Regions from separate parts of the Zea mays genome. Here region 2 is linked to region 1. The links are chromatin contacts, called in public Hi-C maps. All regions are on one chromosome and are shown on one strand. The core of a region is the stretch at or near the end of the contact, and the rest is flanking DNA. Distances in the headings are between cores, read along the strand shown.

The links. Hi-C and Micro-C count contacts between places; a contact is called where the count stands out from the background.
Region 2: a Hi-C map of leaf shows a contact between it and region 1, with 2.9 times the contacts expected there. The contact joins the promoter of LOC103635657 here to the promoter of LOC100193903 in region 1. A contact is called at or near these places in 8 of 25 Hi-C or Micro-C datasets (bundle sheath, ear, leaf and 1 more) and 1 of 3 datasets of contacts at active chromatin or transcription factors (leaf).

Annotation. Positions count from the first base shown.
Region 1 is chr8:106,303,714-106,310,531 of Zm-B73-REFERENCE-NAM-5.0, forward strand. LOC100193903 reads right to left here and starts at 2,259. Exons shown (of 15, transcript NM_001138976.1): 1 at 2,017-2,259; 2 at 1,893-1,925; 3 at 1,256-1,320; 4 at 910-997; 5 at 752-824; 6 at 330-436. The coding sequence starts at 2,111.
Region 2 is chr8:106,609,163-106,616,833 of Zm-B73-REFERENCE-NAM-5.0, forward strand. It overlaps LOC103635657 (putative disease resistance RPP13-like protein 1), which reads right to left and starts at 5,615. Exons shown (of 2, transcript XM_008658064.4): 1 at 2,023-5,615; 2 at 1,286-1,901. The coding sequence starts at 5,385. The coding sequence ends at 2,050. LOC103635659 (a long non-coding RNA gene) reads right to left here and starts at 7,275. Exons shown (of 3, transcript XR_557535.3): 1 at 7,174-7,275; 2 at 6,976-7,068; 3 at 6,274-6,719.

The sequences.
Region 1 (6,818 bases), core at 1,009-3,508:
CAAAGAAGTTTAACCCTTAGTTGTATAATGCACCGAATAGATGTCGATAAATTCGACAGACAAATGGTTTGCAAATAAATACATCTTCAGTGATTCATAGAATGTCTTTTGTTAGCTGGTATTAAAAAATCACATCAAATTACTTAATAACTACTCCACATGATGTAGCGGTTAAGTGCATAACTAAAAACAGGAGTACTTATATCTGCTTCATGACAAAAAAAAGGGAAATAAAATAAGTGGATTGGTGACAATCTTTAGGTGTTTGCCATGCAAACAACATTTCAGCTATGCTTGATACATCTCAACTGCAGGGAATCTAGTTGTACCTTGTGGCCAGTATCTGATTTGTCTCAGCCACATAGGTCATATCTGAAATGTAATCATCGTGGACTTCAAAACTGTTGCAGCAAGATCGCTCCCGGGTATCCCATACCTAAAATTAAAAATGAGGATAACTAAGTCAAAAACTAAATTATACATCTAATAGAAGATAATTGCATATAAAACATTTTCTTCTACAAAAGGAACCATCTTATAAACATCACATAAGTCCAAAAACAGACATACATGAACATTACTGTAACAGTGATTTCAGTATGCTCGGCACAAGCATTGTTATATAAATAAGCTTATTAATGCTTCTCCTCATATGACCCCAAAATGTGAAGGTACTGGAAACAAAATGATTGAAACTGAACTGTATTTTAGCACATATACATCTTAGGACAGCAGACTTGCTGCTCCATACCTTAATGCAGCCTTCATCATCACCTGTGGCAATTGTAGATTCAGTAAGACAGACAAGGCGGTTTATGGCATTCCTAAAATCATGTTACAAATGGGCCAATGTTTAGTTCCACAAAGAAAATAAATAAAACACTAGCACTGAAAACTAACAAAACTCACTCATGTGCATCCTCCAAGCGGGCAATGGCCTTGCCCGATTCTACATCTGAGGCAAGAACTGAGCAATCAGCTGACCCTGACAAAATCACTGAACAAAACCACAACATCAAGGAAATCATCAGGATACGGTTAGAGGACATAAGGCATGCAACAGGGTGTATCAAGGTGTGCTGCCTCCCAATTAGTCCCAGATTGTCATTGCCAGCTTAAAGCTGCTAACTTTGTAGTATCGTGTTTGAAACATAACAGAGTAAGAAACAAAGATCAGAACGATCTATGACATGCAGTGCAAGCGGGTACACAGGCTGGCAGGTATATAACAGAATTCAATAACAAAAGACATTACCTTTTCCTGAGTCCACAAAACGAACAGCTCTGCATGACTCCTTGTGGGCTTTTAACAAAAGTAACCTTAGTATCAAACAAGAACGAAGTGAATGTCAATCTCTAAGGTTGGAATCAACCTTCGGATTGCCAAAGCATAAGTGCATAGCCTCAATCAAAGACTCCAGAATCACGGAATGCACTAACCACATGGCATTTCTATTTTTGCAATTCAATTCAGGCCCGTAGGATAGGGGGAAATATCTTATGCAATCACTTATATTGGTGCAAGCGTGCAATCAAACGATTTGGTGCATCTAATCTAGATCTAATGATAACTGTTATTTTACATTTAACCCCTTCCACCTGAAACATAATACCTATTTTACTTTTAACCCCTTTCATATGAAACCGTTGGATCTAGATTGGATGCTCTGGATGGTTTGGTTGCACGCTTGCACCAAATGAGTGATTGCACAGGATATGTCCTCCGTAGATAGAGACTACATAGTTATAGAAACTTTGTGCACGCCTAATCAAAGACCAAGGAACACTAATCCGATGCTGCAAACAAAGCAACACAGTGCCGAGCGCCGCGAGGCGGAATTCTAAGTGCGAAACTAACAGATCATGAGCAATAACAGAGCTTCCGTATGTACCTCTCAGGCTGCGACTCCGGGCCGTAGCGGAACCTGTGAAACCAACCAGATTGGAAAAGCGTTAGAACAAGCAAACTGGGACGGGAAGCTTGGAGTTTCGGTTTGTGCGGTGCGGAGGGCGTACAGGCAGAGCTCTCCGGTGATGATGGAGGTGACGACGAGCGGAGACGACGGGTGGAAGTCGAGGTCGAAGGGCATCTCCTCGTGGAGAGCCTCCATCGCGGCGCCTGACAGTTGGGGAGGCGGGCGGCGGCGCGGCTGACGGAGAAGGAAACACAAACGACCGTGGGAGGGCGTCTCGGGCAGAGCTGGGCTATTAAGGCCTGAGACAAAGCTGGGCTGGACATGTGTAAACGGGCTCCGAAGTAATCCCGCTGAGGGCCCAAACGAGATCTTATCGCATCTCTTTCGTCGTCGTCGTCGTTTTGTTATAGCCCTTGGTAACGCTGAGAGGAGGGAAAAGATTGATGGGAGCGGCGACGGAAAGAGGAAGAGAAGGGTCAAGGGGGAGGGTCAAAGGGGGAGGGAGAGCAGGAGAGGGGGGAGGGGTAAGAGATAGGGATGGATTCGGATGTCTGGAGATCCGAAATATCCGTATTCGTATTCGGATAAAGCGCTAATATGGATATCCGTATTCGTATTCGATTTTAATATGGATGTTAAATAGACATATCCGAATTCGTTTCTTCTCTATCCGATTTAAGATTCGTATTCGACAACATTCGACAAAACCGTGAAATATCCGATACTATTCGTATCCGAAAGAAAAAAGCACTTAATAAAATCAATTTAAACTTACTTTTATTACTAATTACTAATTACAAGTGATTTTAAATATTAAATAATATACTAAAAACTGAAGTACACTATTTAAAATGTTAAAAATATTTATATCATAAACAAATGACCGTGTTAATCTTACAGTACTAGTGATATACAATGATAAATTTTAATAATATTAAAAATTATAATTTTGAATACATTAGATTATTGGAGTTTGAGTCCAAAATACAAATACTTAATATACAAAAAGATTATAATTAGAGTCCAAAATATAAATATTTTATTTAAAAATATGATATTCAACTAAGTTTCAACTAAATAATGTATATGTACTATTGTTCATAATTTGCTTGTAATGTGATTTTTATCAACTATAAATCCATCGATAAAACAAATTAATACTTGTTATGATGCTATGTTCTAAATCAAGTAAGTATCCGAATATAAATCCGAATTCGAACTATCTGTTTTGTATTCGTATCCGATAGTATTCGTATTCGTATCCGTATTCGAATTAAAATATGGTAAATAGTGACATTCGAATCTGTTTCCATGCGTATCCGATCCGAATCCATCCCTAGTAAGAGATATCCAAATAAGGTCTTGTTAGGATACTTTGGTTATAGCATCTCCAATGCGTGAACTATAAAAAATGACTATAACTTAAAAATGAATATAATTTATAGAATTTAGGACACCAATAAAATATTCTACTCCGACAACGAAGTTTTAAATCTAGATTATAGGACAGCCCACTGTGGTGTAGTATATTTGGGGCACTTGAAAGGATGTCCTATAATTTTTTGACCAACACTACATAAAAAATGTAAATTTCCTACGGCTTACTATTTTTCTACTGCTTTCTATAGAAACGTTAGGAAGTTAATAACTTCTGAAAGGGTACTGCAATCTCTAAGAAGTTAGCATAACTTCCGAGTGGTACTGCGAGACAACTTCCAACGGTTTTAGTGCGGGCTCTCGAAAGTTAACTCGTAGGGCTTTGACCGACAGCCGTAGTCAACTGGAAGCGCCTAACTTCTGACGGTGACTAAACAACCTCTTAGAAGATAAGGTAACTTTCGACGGTATTCACTTAGCATCTCGAAAGTTAGTTTTTAACACTAACGGTGTCGTCTGCTATTCGCCAAGCATTCGACGCCTCATACCTTCTCCTAGGACTGGGCGTTCGGGTTTACCCGAAATTTCGGGTCGGGTTTTTTGGGTTTTTTATATTTCGGGTTTTCAACAGTAGAACTCGTACTCGTACCCAAACTTTCGGGTACCCGCAATTTCGGGTACCCGCAATTTCGGGTTTGGGTTTGGGTAGAATTCGGGTACCCGGTATTATAAATCATACACAAGACTACAAGAGTACAAGACATCTATATGACGAAGATAATCATTAAGTAAACTGCAGCAGAAATTAAACTCCAGCAGCTTTGTGCTAACAGCCAACTAGGACGAAGATAATCATTAAGTAAACTGCTACGGTTCCAAAGCAACGCAACAGATATTAAACTCCAGCAGCTTTGTGCTAACAGCCAACTAGGACGAAGATCCACGGACACCCAACAGCTTTGTGCTAAACGCCCAACAGAAATTAAACGCCAGTCGCCAACAGAAATTTAATTTAGCTTTGTGCTAAATTAAACGCCGGGCGCGTGTGCGCGTGTGCCTGCAGGCTGCAGCCTGAGCCTTGGGACAGAGAATGGGACAGAGGATGAGAGGAGTGCGCTGGGAGCGGGCTGGGAGGAGGACTGTGCGTCTGCGCGCACTGCGGTGCTGGGCCTGGGAGCTTGGGAGGAGCCGGAATGGAGCCTGGAGGAGGACACCGTCGGCGGTCGGCCCGTCGGCCGCCTGGGAGCTACTGAGCTAGGGACCTAGGGTTGCTGCCTTGCTTTGCTGGGACGGCTGGGATGGGATCAGGGGCAGCCGGACTCCGGACACGGAGTAGGCAGAAGCAGCGGCACAGGCTGCACAGCCCAGTAGCCCACGCCAACAGCGCAGCCCAACAGGCAACAGCCCACGGCTAGGACCAGTTCGGGTAGAATGGGTACTTCGGGTACCGCGGGTGAATACCCGATTAGGCCCAAACTTAGTTCGGGTATTTAGTTTTGTTACCCGTTGAAATTGTTCGGGTAACGGGCATCGGGTTAAACGGGTACGGGTTCGGGTATTTTGGGTAAGGGCTTCGGGCTCGGGTTTTATGCCCAGTCCTACCTTCTCCCCCAGTCGTGTTGCAAGCCACCGTGCCCGCGTCGCCGCTGCAAGCCGGCCCTACTCGCCGGACCCGCCCTGCCCTGACCTGCTCGTCGGCCTCACCCCGCACCACCCAGCTCGCCCGGACGCTAGCTGCCACGGCCGCGCCCTGTTGTGCTCGCCCGGCCGCGCTTCAACAGCCACCACGGCAGTGCCCCTGCACCGGCCTCGCCCCTCACTGCGTCGTAGGTCGCGCCCCCACCATGTTTGCCCCAACACCGCTCCAGCACAGCAAGGCCGGCCCTCGTGTTCGATCCTGTGCACCGCCGTTGACCCCTCCGCGCAGCATCGTCCACGTCTGTCAATCTCGGCATCGACACCGTTGTCCTTGTCGGCCTCTACAACGTTAATCCGTGCCTCCGCCTCGACCCGTTGTTTGAGCATCATCGTGCTACTATTTCATGTTTCGTTGCTTCAAGTAACTTCCGAGTGGTTTTATTGTATTTTTATTAAATGTAATAACTTCTGAGAGTTAACTGTTTTTAAACCGTAGGAAGTTATGTTAATCAAGTTAATCAACTTAATAAGCTAGTTGGTGCATATATAATTTAATTATGTTAGCCTCCTGTTTGTTACGTGTTAGTAATATTTTCGCAAAATTGTCGTGGTATTGTGAAACCTATGTGTCGCTCGTTCCGTATTGACACGAGTCATATGTGACTTGTATTGGTCTAGAATTGTCCCTTTTTTGACAGCTTGTTAGTGGGCGATAAAGCTATGGATTTATGACGATGATGGGTCCGAACGAGATTTCGGTGATAACCTTTTTGTTCTCCATTGCACCATATATGGGTGTGCAAATGGATAACATCGGGGTTATGCTGCCAAAATTTCGTTCGGACTCGTTGCTCGTCATAAATACTCACTAATGGGTGGGTTTATGACCTATCTTTTTCTATAGACGTAGTGACACGATCGATATGTGTTTAGTACCGAAAAATCTGAATTATGTGTTCTATTGTTTTAGCATAAAAAATGGTAGGTGAGGACCGTCGATGTATGTATGAAGGTTGGCGTATGAATGATCCCTCAACGGAGTGGATAAGAAAGACAAAGAATTTTATTTATCGTGCTTTTGCTCTGTCAAGAATCAGCACAGATGATGTTGATTGGCGTGCCTTATACCGTTATTAGGCTTCGGATGATTTTAAGGCAAGGTCTATGCGACAAAGTTCCAATCTTGGAACCGAGTCGTATCAAAAGTATGGAGGTGATGATCACTTTCATTTGGCAAAACGAATGGTAAGTACAATATATTTTCTTTTTGTTGATTGTAGTTGACTTGCTGTAATTTCTGGTTATAATGTTTGTCAAATGTACGTACATGAAGCTAGCAGTGGTGTAGCACCCAATGATGTTCAAATATGCCTTAGGGGACACAGAGGACCAGATCCTACAAATCCAGATGTGTTGTGTAGCCAAAAGGCAACAGATCATCTGGTGAGTGTTTTGAAATGCTTTGTAGCTAGATTATGTTCATATGAATTTTTGTATGTAAGATTTCATTGTTCTTTTGTATGGAGGCTGTATATGGCGAGGCGATGTCTAGTCAGCACGGATCGAACTACGACTGGAGGACCGCACTTATTGATCCACAGGTTATGTATGCAAGTGGTGGAAAACCTCATGTAAGGTGTGGACTCTACATACCTTATCTTGTTTCATCGGTTCAAGTATAATACATTTATTTTGAATGTATTGTGATGTTACTTGTTTGAAGGTACTCGATGTTCGATAATGCCATCGACTCGAGCCAGGTGATAGTTCAAAGGGGAGGCTCATCGAGGTCTGTTGCTCGTAGCTCCTGTCGCTCTACTCAGGATATAGCAGAAGTTGAGTGACTATGACAAGAGCTTAAGCAACATCATGAGTGACAGAGGGTCC
Region 2 (7,671 bases), core at 4,365-6,864, 310 kb after region 1:
AGTTGGAACCTTATATGCGTATACGTTTTATAAAAGAATATGGAGAAAGTATAGAATATGCTCCATATGATCGGTGATATGGAATGAGTAATAATATAACCATTAATTAAACTTCAGAAAACAAATTTTCTAGCTTAATCCATAAAACAGTCTGAAATTATTATGAATAGATATTTTCAGTTTTAATTTAATCCAGAAAATCACAATGATGTATGTGACGACATGTATGTGCATATGTGTATTGCTACTCATATAAGCAGTAAACAACAGTAAAATATGCACAAATACTAAGAACATAGTGTACCATACGGAGGGACCGATGCTCAAGGCATCTATGACTCCATTCACACGAGACATCTCGTGTGTATGTTCGATGTAGTTGTACACAGTTGACGCAGACAGATATACATGATTGTTGTGTAATGCGTCTGAGACTGTACGTGCGTACTGTGTTGTCGTCACCAGAAGCAGCCTCACCACCTCCGCATAGCTACCGTTGCAGCCAGCTAGAAACTAACGCCATCAGTGACGGTCGTGACGGCCGTTACTAGCTGACAGCCATTACAGCTTGTCCGTTGCTAGCCATAACACAGCAAACGGCCAGTAACGTACAACAGTAATAGACGGTCATCACTTTAGGCAAAATGTGCAACCATTAGTAAGGAATATTCGGACCAAGGTCCGATCTACCACGGTCTCGGCCCGGCCCGGCCCGGCCAGCGGCGCGCGCGCGTGTCAGTCCTTTATCTTTTTCTCAGCTTCTCAATTGATACACCAACGATCCACCTATTTAAGTTGATTGAATTGTATCTTGAACTTCCGGTATGGTACTAAAGTACTAGTACACCGTAACTTTAAAGTGAGCCTTTAGCATTGACTATTATTGAATATTAATTTAGACCAGGCCCACATTAATTCAACAGTTAACCAGGAACTGTTCAAACAGAGCAAACCACAAAATGCTACTGTAAATTGAGGAAGGAGTGACAAAAAAAGTACATTGGTTGCATCTCATACACTTCCTTCTAGTAGGTTAGAGTTTTGGTCAAGTAGAAGCATGATCCTCTTGCACTATTGTCGAATTGCTAAAGTCCATCGGTTGCAGGTTTTGTTTTCAGCAATTAGCAGTAGGCTCAGTGTTCCCGCGGATATTTTGTAATTTTTTGCGTTGGGTTTCAGTTTTCCATAATTCAGTGGATAGCAAGCAGTTCCTTAAATATGTAGGACTTGATTGCAAGCTCAAGGCCTCGTTTAGCAAACGATGAACTAGAGAGGGGCCCCGCTAAGTTCCTGCCCACTGCCCTGCAGGCTGCAGAAGAGTGGAATTAGGGTCTGATGCCTGTTTTAAGTGTCGATACAGATATTTCTATCTTGCCAAAGAGATTAGAAGATAGGTGTGTGTGGTCCTTTTTGCTTGCTGTAAAAGAAATAAAATGTTTAACTGAGGATAATATTGTTCACAGGCACAGCTAAGGAAATTACTTAAGAATACTGCCACACGTACAATTATTTACTTAGAATTCAGGACCTTAATGTTGAATAACCTAGATTGAAATCCTCACCACTAATTTCCTCCTTAGCTAATCACCATGTATATAACACAATGTCGTGTGAAGTGTGAACCTGGAGACAAGACCTGCGAGGTTTGCCATGTAGCACCAGAAGATACAACTCATATACTCCTACGCTGCACCTTTGCCTCCGCCTTCTAGAGGGCTCTAGGTGTTGGGATCTCCCAAGGTGAGTCTGATGTCTTCTTGCTCAGCCTAATCCGCCTCCCGAGCATCCCTGCAAAAGCTGTTCAGTACTTTCGTTCTTCTCTGTTGGTGGCAACTCTAGAAAAGACCCAACGCCGTGGTGTTCCGCAATGAGATTGTGATACTAGAATCAACTCTATCTCTCTGTCGCTCGGATGCAAGGAGTACATTTCATTGATTACAAATATTGTTTTATAAGATGACATCACCAATTAAGCAATGATGAAATAAACAACTAAAGTTTCCAGGTTAGTACACCACGCACCTTTTGATCTTCATAACAACATTCTAATCAACGGATTTGTTTTATGGGAATACTAGCTACTTTATCCCATTCTGGTCCATCCTTGAGTTGTAGTTGCTTCGTCAAACTTGCTTTGCACCCAATTAGATGAAGAACTTGCAGTGAAGATGGGAAACCGCTTGGCAACGACTCCAGCTCAACGCAATTCATTATGCCCAGTTTTCTCAGAGAGGTGTTGCTGCTGAAGTCGGTAGGGAACGATCCCGCAGTGATCTTCGAGCAGTTTTCAATCAATACACTTTCTAGAGCCGCAAAACTTGGCAGTGAGCGCAGAGAGGAGAATTCAGAACACTGTTGAATGCGTAACTCATGCATTTTTGTTAAGCAGTCTGAACCTTCCATCTGTGGAAGGCATGTGATGTTGTTGCAGTTGGACAATTCCAGACAGGTAAGTACTCGCGATCCCCTCAAACAAGTGCCCAGCTGGCCATCGTTAATGCTTGAATGGCATATTTGCAGACTCTTCAGGGAAGTCAGCTTCTCAAGCTCTTCAAACTTTGCATCTTGACAGTTCCTCAGAGCCAAAGTAGCAATTGATTCCTTATGTTGCTGGTGCATTAAGCCATTTGTAAGGATGGTGGCAGAGCACGTATCTAATTTAAACTTGCACGCGTTTGATGGCGAGGAAGAGCAGGGGGATAGTTTCAGCTGTGAAACAAATCCTGTATTTTTTACCGAGACCTTCCTCACGGACAGAGGGAGCTGGGGCAACCTAACGAGCTTGGGACAGTTCAAAAGCTTCAGCCTACGGAGTTTAGGTAGCACATCGATATTCTTCTCTTCTTGGGTCCACTCAACCCATTGAGGCATATCATCGAATTCAAGTTCCTCCAAAGATGGAAACGCAGTCGATTTGGTTCCATAGAAGTCACGGAAGCTGATTTTTTTCACTGCACACATCTCTTTCAGACGCAAAGCCTTGAGGCATGGAAGCTGCCCCAGAGGAGGCAGGACCTCCCATTTTCTGCAGTTGACCAAATGCAGGTATTTAACGTAGAAGACACTCACTTTCAAGCTTGTGTTAAGCCAGTTTGGTGATCTATCACCATGATATCTTCTAACAGTAAGCTTTTTAACATATTGGTTGGGTTCAAGGCCATCCAAGACATCAGCCTCACTAGAGGGCACAATCTTACCAGTCGAGTTCCATTCTAATTCCAGGACCTTAACATTCTCCTTCTTGTTTAGCCCAGCCTGGCAGGCTTCTTGTTTATCCGCTACAAGATCAAGATTCTTGATATGAAGCTCTTTACGAAGACCATTCATACCATTCAAGTCTCCTAAAGTATGGCCTTTTTCATTTTTAACATGGAACTTGACAGATCCCTGCAGGTGAACCAGTTTCCCAATGCCGGTGATTTTGGATGTATCCATGTCCAAATGTCTCAGACGCGTCAGGTTTACGATATCTTCCGGGACCTCAAGGCCAGACCCCTTAGGACTACTTAAGGTCTGAAGACGATAGAGCCTTGTCAGTGCTTGTGGAAGCTTGGTGATTGATTTGCAAAGTGCCAGGTATCTGATGTACTTAAGGTTCCCAATCCTCTCCGGTAGGCGAATGATATTGCAGTCTTCCAAACCAAGAACTCGAAGGCTTTTCAGCTCTGTGAAAAGATCTCCTGGCAGTTGATCCAGCGAAGAGGAAGGGCTCTTGAGAATCAGCAACGTGTGCAATCTTTTAAGCTCAGGTCGGCTCTTGAGCTGTGCCACGGTATCACTGCAGACAGACAGGTGCCGAACTGTCTTGGGGATCTCCTTCTTTGCATCTTCAACTCTCACACAATCAAACCGAGAAACCTTCTTGGCCAAATCATGCATAAGGTCGTGGATGTAATAGTAACTCCGACGCCCCACCTTCTGCCTATGGAAAAAGGACCTGGCCACAAGCTGATCGAAGTAGTCACTTCCCAGATCCTCCAATTTCCCATCCGCTGCCTGCACGAAACCAAGGGCCATCCAAATCTTCACCAGCTTATCGCGCTTGAACCTCCAGTTCTTGGGGAATAAGCTGCAGATTGCGAAGCATGGTTGCAGGTGGCCCGGTAAATTCTGGTAGCACAACTCTAATGTCTTGGAAACATTGTCGAAGATGTCCATCTCAAGCACCTTCCTCCAGTGGGAGACACTGGGGTTGCCTTCAAGCATCTGCCCAACGGCCTTGGCGAGCATTGGAGACCCCTTGAGCTTTTGGGCAATTTTCCTTCCGATGTCCTGCAGTGCACAAGGCTGACCATCAATGTCCTCGCCACCGAAGGCATACCTCTTGAACAGAGACCAGATGTCATTGGCCGGCAAGTCATCCAACCGGACCTCCATGCTTGCGGACAGCAAATTCGCTACCATCTTTTGACGGGTGGTGACCACGATCCTGCTTCCCCTTTCCCCGTGGCTGAGGGGCGCCAGCACCTTGGACCACATCTCTCGGTACTCATGCTGACCCATGTTCTCCTTGTTCCAGACGTCGTCGATCACCAGCAGGAACTTGCGCAACGAGACTTTCTCCTTTATCTTTTTCAGTAGCAAGTCGAAATTCGTCAGCCCGTCGAAGGCGTCGACGCCCACGTCGGCGCCCAGGAGGATCTTCTTGGCAAGCTCAAGCTCGTTGTCCGTCGGGAAAGGCTGGATCCAGATTTTGATTTCAAAGGTGGAGACCACATTCGGGTCCTCTAACAGGACCTGCGCCAGCGTGGTCTTCCCCATCCCGCCATGTCCTATGATCGCCGCGATGGGGACAGAGACAACCTGGGCGTCGCCGCCTGCGCCGACGAGCCAGGACACCATATTTTGCAGCTCCCAGTCGCGCCCAACCACCACGTCCTTGTGGTGGCGCAGCGAGGCCGTGATGCGGCCGAGCGGGGGCAGGTGACCGCTCTGTTCGCGCGACGCCGACGCGTTGGCCTCCGCCGTCAGAATCAGTGTCGGCGAGGCTTTGGAGATGGCTTCCAGCTTGTCGACGACATCGTTGAGCCTGTTGACGCGCTCGTCGGTGCCGAAGATCCGCTTGCTGACCCTGGCGACGGGGGATTCAGGCGGCGGCATAGAGTCGTCGAAGTCATCGACGACGTCTAGGGCCTCGTACACGGCATCCATGAGCTGCTGTAGCCACTCACGGAAGTCCGGGTCCCCGCATCCGTTCGGAGAGCCCCGCCGCTGGACGGCGGCCCCCACGGCGCGGAGCTGATACAGCAAGTGCTCCATCCGCTTGAGCGCCTTGGGGACGCCGTCGCCCAGGCTCTTGATCCTGTCGGAAGCGCAAGATTTTGCCTTATCCATCACGATCTTGATGATCGGGCACACCAGCCAGCCGGCCAACGTCTCCGCCATCTCGCCGATCGGAGATCGAGGCTGCGCACAGCGCGCGGATGTTGGGTGACCAAGGAGACTACAGGACAGTGAGGACCGATGGAGTCAGCGGCTGCGACGGGCCTTGTGGGAGCGGGGTGCCGCGCTCACCAACCGGACGAGGCCTCGAGTGGTTCTCCGAGCTATGACGGGGAAGTTTCCGTCCAATTTCCTCGAGAGTATCCTTCCGGCAGCTAGGGATAAAAAATGGTAATCTGAACTATAAAAATAAATTTAATATTTTTAAATAGATAATTTGATGTTGATTTTTTACGTTACAAATAAAAATAAAATATTGCATAAATTGTTTTATACATTATTTATTCTCTACAATAACAAAAAATGAAAAAAAATACCGCATTTGTTTCGGAATCAATAGCGAATTTGTATATATATCATTCGAGAAAATATAGAATAAATTTGAGATTTATCTTTTATAAATCTTTACAAGCTCAGTGTTAAAAGAAAAAAAATACAAATGTGTACAGTATATTCTATATCCTATTTATTCGTAATAAAAACGATCAAAAACACTTTCGACCATTTTCATCCCTACCGGTAACGACCCTATGCTTCTGTGCATTGACTGACTTCAGGACCAGGGTTACACATCCCGTTTTTATCTGAACTAGAAAAGGAAGCGCCCTATCGGGCGCTGGACACCTCATGCACGCAGAGGAATAAATTAAACCATATGTTACACCATATAGGATAAATAGTTTAATGTGGCACCAAAATTAGACAAATAAAGTCACAATGATTATATACCAATAGGCTTTAACAAATAAAAACGATAGACTTGTCTCGAGTACTAAACAAATTCAACACGACATGTAGTGTTGGTAACACCAAACAGGGCAGCAGCTCATATGGCTATGTCCAGATTTAGTTTTAATAAAACAACGTAGTCCGATAGACTTTAGTACAGCTCCAAAAGATAATACACATCTATATCATCAAAGGATTTTCATTACATCAACATTGAAAGAACAGTGGCATCCTTATCAGAACTATGTCCATATGTCAACCCAGCATCCTTTTTACCATCTTCTGGTGAAACGTAAAGATAAGGCTCATAGATTAATTGATGCAGGCGAGAAATTGTAAAAGCGCCTAAACATTCAAGCAACAATGAGATTGCTGAAGCTAGACATTTCAGTTACCTGGATGCATCAATTACCCTCCTCTTTGCAGAATCTAAACTTGAAATAATGACAACATGGTTCTTTCTGATGCTGCTTATGAAATCAACAACATTTTTTGCCGTTAATGAAACATAAGTGTAGCCCTAGAAATCAGTAACCTTCTTAACTGAGCTGCAAGTGAAACAAGTCACCACATAATTAGAGTAGGTGAGGTACTACATAATATAAGTTCAACAAATATGCTTGCTTAGTGAGAGCACAATATAGTAAAACTCAGATTAATTGATGCAATCCATTTTTCACAATTTGGAAAGATTTGGGTGGTACCACACATTGTTTTGGATTGCAACACGTTTTTTACTAAAAGAAAGAGGGGGGTTTCCCTAAAAGTTTTGATTTCTTTATATGCTTAGCAATTAGCACATACCATGATTCACTGCTCATGATTATGCTCTTGATCAGGATTATGCATTTAACCTTCAACATTCTCGTTTAAAGCATCAAGACCAAACTTATCTACCTGCACAGCATTAGAGTGAATGACTCACCACTGTGTTAAACCAAATAAACTCTAGGAATGAACCACAAAGAGATGTGAACAATAAAAGAATATTGAATCCTTTACCCTTTCCGGCTGCAGCTTGTTAGGATGTTCTGAATTTTTTTTGACACCGTGACGCAAATTTTTAGGAAATTTGGAAAGACACCTGCTTTCCAAAATGCATCTGAGAATGTGTGTGTTTGGATCTAATAGTCCAGGATGCTATTCAGCAGGTACATTTTGGCCAGCAAGCCTTCTGCAACCTTTGACAGCTGAACCACTGGCTCCATCTAAAGATGTTTGTGGATACCGGCAAAGGGGCCTTGTGGCACAACAACACCTATGTTCCTCTAGGTTGTCAATGCCGAAGGAATTGGTTCTTCAGCAGTTAGGTATTCAGACCATCAGGATATGCCGCTGTCCACATCTATGCTTTTGAACGAAAGATGGGACATCTCTAATTCTGTGGTCTAACCCACCTGCCGGAAGGTAGCAGCAACAACAAGGAGTGTCTTTGTTTTGTTTATGATTTTTGCAGTTATGGTTATATACTTCTATTTACTATCTAGGGACCTGTGATCG